Regions from separate parts of the Sus scrofa genome. Here region 2 is linked to region 1. A link is a contact called in public Hi-C data. All regions are on one chromosome and are shown on one strand. The core of a region is the stretch at or near the end of the contact, and the rest is flanking DNA. Distances in the headings are between cores, read along the strand shown.

Evidence for each region. A called contact is a pair of places that touch in the nucleus more often than the background predicts.
Region 2: a Hi-C map of subcutaneous adipose tissue shows a contact between it and region 1, with 2.4 times the contacts expected there. The contact joins the promoter of TUSC2 here to the promoter of SEMA3B in region 1. A contact is called at or near these places in 1 of 5 promoter capture datasets (fetal liver), 13 of 47 Hi-C or Micro-C datasets (alveolar macrophages, blood, embryonic fibroblasts and 8 more) and 2 of 2 datasets of contacts at active chromatin or transcription factors (alveolar macrophages and skeletal muscle).

What each region holds. Positions count from the first base shown.
Region 1 is chr13:32,735,834-32,738,533 of Sscrofa11.1, forward strand. It overlaps SEMA3B (semaphorin-3B), which reads left to right and starts at 1,267. Exons shown (of 18, transcript XM_021068808.1): 1 at 1,267-1,291.
Region 2 is chr13:32,813,959-32,816,658 of Sscrofa11.1, forward strand. It overlaps TUSC2 (tumor suppressor candidate 2), which reads right to left and starts at 1,414. Exons shown (of 3, transcript XM_003132224.4): 1 at 1,101-1,414. The coding sequence starts at 1,246. It overlaps RASSF1 (ras association domain-containing protein 1), which reads right to left. Exons shown (of 6, transcript XM_021068824.1): 6 at 2,198-2,700.

The sequences.
Region 1 (2,700 bases), core at 17-2,516:
ATCCCAGTATGAAGTGGGCTGTCTCCCACCAGTGGGGACTGTCAAGAGGCCGATCCACCTCCCAGAAGGCCTGCTGCACTCCAAATAGTTTGCTCAGGCTACTCATGTGGTAGCAGCCTTGCTATTTTTAATCCATTGCGGGGGGATGACACCGGGACACAGCTGGGAAGAGAGAGACAAGCCCTCAGAGTCAGAGAAGTCTGAAGAGGGGAGGATGCAGGGAGATGCTGTGGGGAAGAGGCAGTCCAGGCTTGCAGCCACTTCCCAGCGCCCCTGGGCCAGACCCCCCACCCCCAGCAGGTGGGTGGAGACTCAGTTGCTAGGTGCAGAAAGGAGGGGGTGCCCCATTAGAACCTGAGCACCTGAGGCTGTGGGGGCTGCTGAGGCCTAGAAGAACCCCTTACCATGTTCCAGGGCAGTCCCATGGCTCCTCCTGATGTCAGGAGATCCTCCTTCTCCCCTGAGGACCCCTCAGAATCATTCCCCACCCTTGACCCAGAGTTCCAAGTCAGGCATCAAGGCTGGAGCTCTGACTCCAGCCACCTGGCCTGTGGCATGGCCAGCTAGGTCCTAGTTGCCCTGGGAGTCAGGAAGAGGTCTGGGATAGGACTCCAGATTCTCTTGGCTGAGTTCTGGGTCCAGCCCACTCTCAAACAGCTGAACCCAATCCTTGGGTCTCTTGCCCTGAAAGGGATCCTAGCGACCCTCATCCCTGCCATAGGGCTATGCATTCCCCCAAGTCTCCCTTGAACACCTGGAGGGGAAGCCAGCACCCAGCACACTCCCAAGGAGAGCCTCAAGCCTGCTGAGGTCTGCGTGCAGCTGTGCGACAGCAAGTGTGTCCGTTCTGCCAGCCAGTCAGCTCCTCAGTTAACCACACAGTGACGGGCACTAGTGTCCAAGGGGTAAGGGTCAAGGCCGTGGATCTCTTTTCCTTCCCTGCTTTTGTTTCTCCCCTTGCAGGAGACCCAGCCTCACAGGTGATGTTATTTAGGAAAAAAATTTGTTTGACATTCCTTGGCATTACTCTGTTTTCTGACCTCATTATGGGTGGAGGGAGTCAAGTCCTGAGTGGCTGCTGCAGGGTCAAAAGGGGCCTGAATTATCCCTTTCCATCAACCCCCCCAAGACCCAGCAGGCCCCAGAAGGTGCAGGTCCTCCTGCAGGCACTTGTTTCCCTGTGCTTGAGGCCCTTAAGTGCTGGCATCTGCCGGGAACCCTGAGCCCTTGCAGAGAGGCTTGGACCCGGTGTAACAAGCGTCCAGAGCTCCAGAGGAAGGTGGGTGAGGAGGTGAGTGGTGAGGAAAAGGCCAGCAGGTGGCAAACGGGAAGGCCTAAGGGGTGGAGGGCCCAGCCCAGGCTGAATCCTGGGGTGGCTGGAGTTCTGGCGAGGTTACCTCGGGCTGAGCTAGGGAGGGGTGTATGAAATGCCTGGCTAAGAGCCTGGGGTGTCCCCAAGTTTCAGCAAGCTCTCTGAGTGAGGGGCTGGGGAGGGCAGGGTCCTGAAGGGAGGTACTCCGAGGAGAACTGGCAGAAGGACCACCAAGGCTGGGTCCCCTGTGAAGGGGTCCGGCTTCAAGCTGCAGGGGGGGAGGTGAGGGGGTGGGGCTTTGCCCTGTTTTGAAGGAGACAGGAAGGCCTCCTTGAGTTGGCCGCTCTCTGGAGGGAGGAGTGTAGGCTTGGGCACTGTTGGGGTGGGTTGGAGACTTGGAGTAAGAAGACTTAGGAGTCCCCAGTCGCTGGGCAGGGAAAGAGGTTCAGGTGGAGGTTCGGGCGTTGGGCTGGGGGCTGGGAGGGTGGGTAGAGGGGCGGTGGGGGAGGGAGGGAAACAGGAGAGGAGTCAAGCCTGAGAAAACGTCCCATGAAGCTGGGCTGGAAGGGGCTGCCGTGGAATCTCCCTCGAGGCTGGTGGCCTGCATGCCACAGGATGCCCAATGCTGGGATGGCAACCAGAGTGCACACCTGTGGACCCCACATGTGCCAGACTTGCCTGGCCCACCATTTATAACCTGGGGCAAGTGAGGAGAGGAATCTGAGAGATTCATTCTGCTTCTAGGGACACACAGCTGGTGAGCGACAGAGTCAGGATTCAACCCCGCCCCTCCTCAGCTACTTTGGTGGGGATCCCTGAGGCAGGCGCAGTCCATCCTCTTCGAGATGCATCTTGAGCCCCCCGACCAATACTCTCCTGATGCTCTCCCCCAGCAGAGTAAGGGAATGTGGGATTTATGTTAATGTATGTTAATGAGCACAGGGTGCCCCAGGAGTCGACTTTTGCAGCATTCTTGGCACCTCCTCCCCCGCTTCCCCCAGGCTATAGGAAAGGAGGGGAGAGGGAGGCCCCACCCGCAGGCCCCTCTTCTTTCTCCCTCCCCCTTCCCCCCCTGCTGGGCAACGAAGAAAACAGGAGTGAGTGGAGAGCTGTGATGTGGCTGATGGGGGGGGCTCCCCCCATCCCGGAGGGGCTGACCTCAGCCGGGGAGGAATGTGCAGGAGGCGGAGGGCAGGGGCGGAGCGGGTGGGGGTTGGGCCCCAGCCAGAGGCCCAGGGTTCCTGGTGGCCCCTCCTTCAGCCCCTCCACCTCAGCTCTGACAGGGCTTTCAGAAGGGAAGGGAACAGACAAGGAGGGGAAGAACTGATCTTTCCAAAAAGGTGGGCCAGGGTCCTGCGGGAGCCTGGAAACCGGTCTGGGGGTGTGTG
Region 2 (2,700 bases), core at 164-2,663, 78 kb after region 1:
AAAAGAGAGACCATACCAAAACATCACTGGCTTGTTCAGCAAGAGTAGCCCTTCCATCAGGCTCTTGTCTTCACCCAGGACTTCTAAAGTGAGCAGGATGGTGGCCTGGGCATGTTGGTGTCACTACAGAAGACACTGCTGGCCCAGGACCAAAGCCTGAGATAGCAGATGCCTGGGCTAAGAAGAAGCCTAAAGAGGAAAAGGCTGCATCCTCCCCCACCCAGGTGGCTGATGCAGCCACTGTTGGGATCCCCCTAGTATCTTTTTTTTTTTTTTTTTAAGGGCCGCACCCGCAGCATATGGAAGTTCCTGGGCTACGGGTCGAATCCAAGCTGCAGCTGTGGGCCTACACCAAAGCCACAGCAACGGCAGATCCCCAACCCACTGAGCAAGGCCAGGGATCAAGCCAGCGTCCTTGTAGTTACTAGTCAGATTGGTTCCCGCTGAGCCACAAGGGGAACTCCCCTCCTAGTATCTAAAGACAAATCTAAACTAGCATCATCTGAGTGCCAGTCCCCAGGTGCGAGTCAGGGACAGGCCAATCTAGAGCTCCTGTCTAGACCCCCTAGGGGAGGGGAGAAGTCAGTGTTCCAGGTATGGGAAACATACCTGGTTGAGGGTCTTTTCCCAGGGCCCCATCCCCAATGCTAGGGCCCAGTCCTGCTTTCCCGGCCATTACCCAGAGAGATCCAACCCCACCACTGTGGGAAACGGAAAAAAAAAAACAAAACAGAGGGCCATTCTCCTCTAGGAAGAATTAGAGGTGAGGGAGGATAGGAGCCTTCAGCTTGTAGGCTGGAACGGAAGGAATGAAAGTGGCTCTGAAGTCTCTGAGAGGAAATCCCTATCTTAGGTTCACTGTGCGGAGGGCATGCCCAGGGACAAGCCTCAGGCCCGCTCTTCTCCTCGAGAGACCTTCAGAGCAGCCAGACCGCTAGGAACCTACTACTCCGTTTCCCCGACCCCTTGTTCCTATGGGGACCGGAAATAAGAAAATCATCCTGACTCGGGTGTAGGGGTTACAGCGGCGGGAGCGCCCCATGACGCGGGGCGCCCGGCCGCCCGTCTGTCTTCCCCAAGGCGGAACCCCGCGCCCTTACCCGCGGCGCGTGAATACGAAGGGGGGCACGACTCGGCCCCGCGGTCGCACCAAAGCTTGCTCAGCGACCGCCGCCTCCGGGCCGCCGCCCCCCGCCGCCGAGGCGAAGGGCCACAGGCCCCGAGCTTTGGAGCCGCTGGCGCCCATGTCAGGGCCACCGATGCATGGCGGGGTCCGCGGCCGCTTCGCTCTTAGAGGGCCGACAGCACCGCCATGCCCTGCCTCAGCCTCCGCTCGCAGGTGCCGCCGCCGCCGCCGCCGCCGCCGCCACCACCACCTTCAGGCTCCGCTGTCTCCACGGAAACCTCACTTCCGCTTCCGAATGCTCTTTACCTTGCCCCCTCTAATTGGTTGCTTCTCTCGTCGATCCGCGGAGCAGGGCCAATAGCCGTCCTCCGATGCTAGGCATCCTAGCATGCACTGCGAGACGTCAGTTCCCAGCAGGCCACGCTCCCTCCACCTGGGGCCGCTCCCACACAAGAAACCTGTGGCGGTGTGCTCCTGGCTTCTTCGATGTGTGTGGCGGCGTAAACGTCCACAACCCCTAGAAGTCAGGCTCAGCGGACCCGTCCAACCACCAGGTCCTCTCAAACCAGCACTTTAGGGCCTGACTTCAGGCCAGGCTGGGAAGTGCCTCTCTGGCCTCATTGTATTCCCACGCTGTTTGCTATTCCCACCGTGGCATGCGGAGAAAATACCGAACTTAAGGAGAATTGGCCAGTGGTTGTATGGCTACATTCAGGACTGAAGAACTTCAAATCGTGTTCTTTCTAAACCCACCAAAAACCATGCTTCATGAAGGTTAACATCTGTACCTTCGGTCCCATAAGCAGTGTCTGCTCCACACCAGTGTCTGAATATTTGGCGAAGTGTGTGGTTTCCCTAAGCTCCGGCCACAGCTGATGTTCTTGCCTCTACCATGCCCTGAGCTCCCAGGTGTTGACTAATGACCAAGTACATATCCATATCGCACAACCTTCACAAATTGGTCTCATGGTCCCCGTGGAAAAGGTGCTTTATGAGGCTGTCTGTCAATCTTGGCAGCCACTGGCATGAGGGGCAACTGCAGATGAGGGCCCGTAAAAGAATCCAAAAGCAGAATGCTTAAATCTTTATTCAGCCAATTCTCTCAAGCCCCAGGCCCTGATGCCCTTCACCCCGACCCCTTTCCCAACAGGAGGCAGTGAGCTGAGGTCACAAAATATTACATACATTCGCACACATCATCAAAAATACTCAAGGGAAAGACCCTGGCTTTGACTGGCAAACAAGGCACAGAGGTGGGCCAGTGCCCACACACAAACCCTGACCCAGGGACATCCTCCTTGGAGGAGGCACTGAGGCACCATTGCTGCACCATGAGCTAGCACTACCTGACCCCAGAGTGTCTGAGGAGTCAGAGGGTGCTACAGAGAGAATCCTAGACTTCCTTGATGCCTAGAATATCCATCCTTGGTTGTGACAGGGCTGTCCTGAGACCCTATCCAAGACTTAAAACACAATCTTTCACCATAGATGAGGGCCCTCATCCCTGCAAACATGACCCTATTATTTGTTTGTAGGATCTCAAAGATTCTTGTATCTAAGATACAAATTAAGTA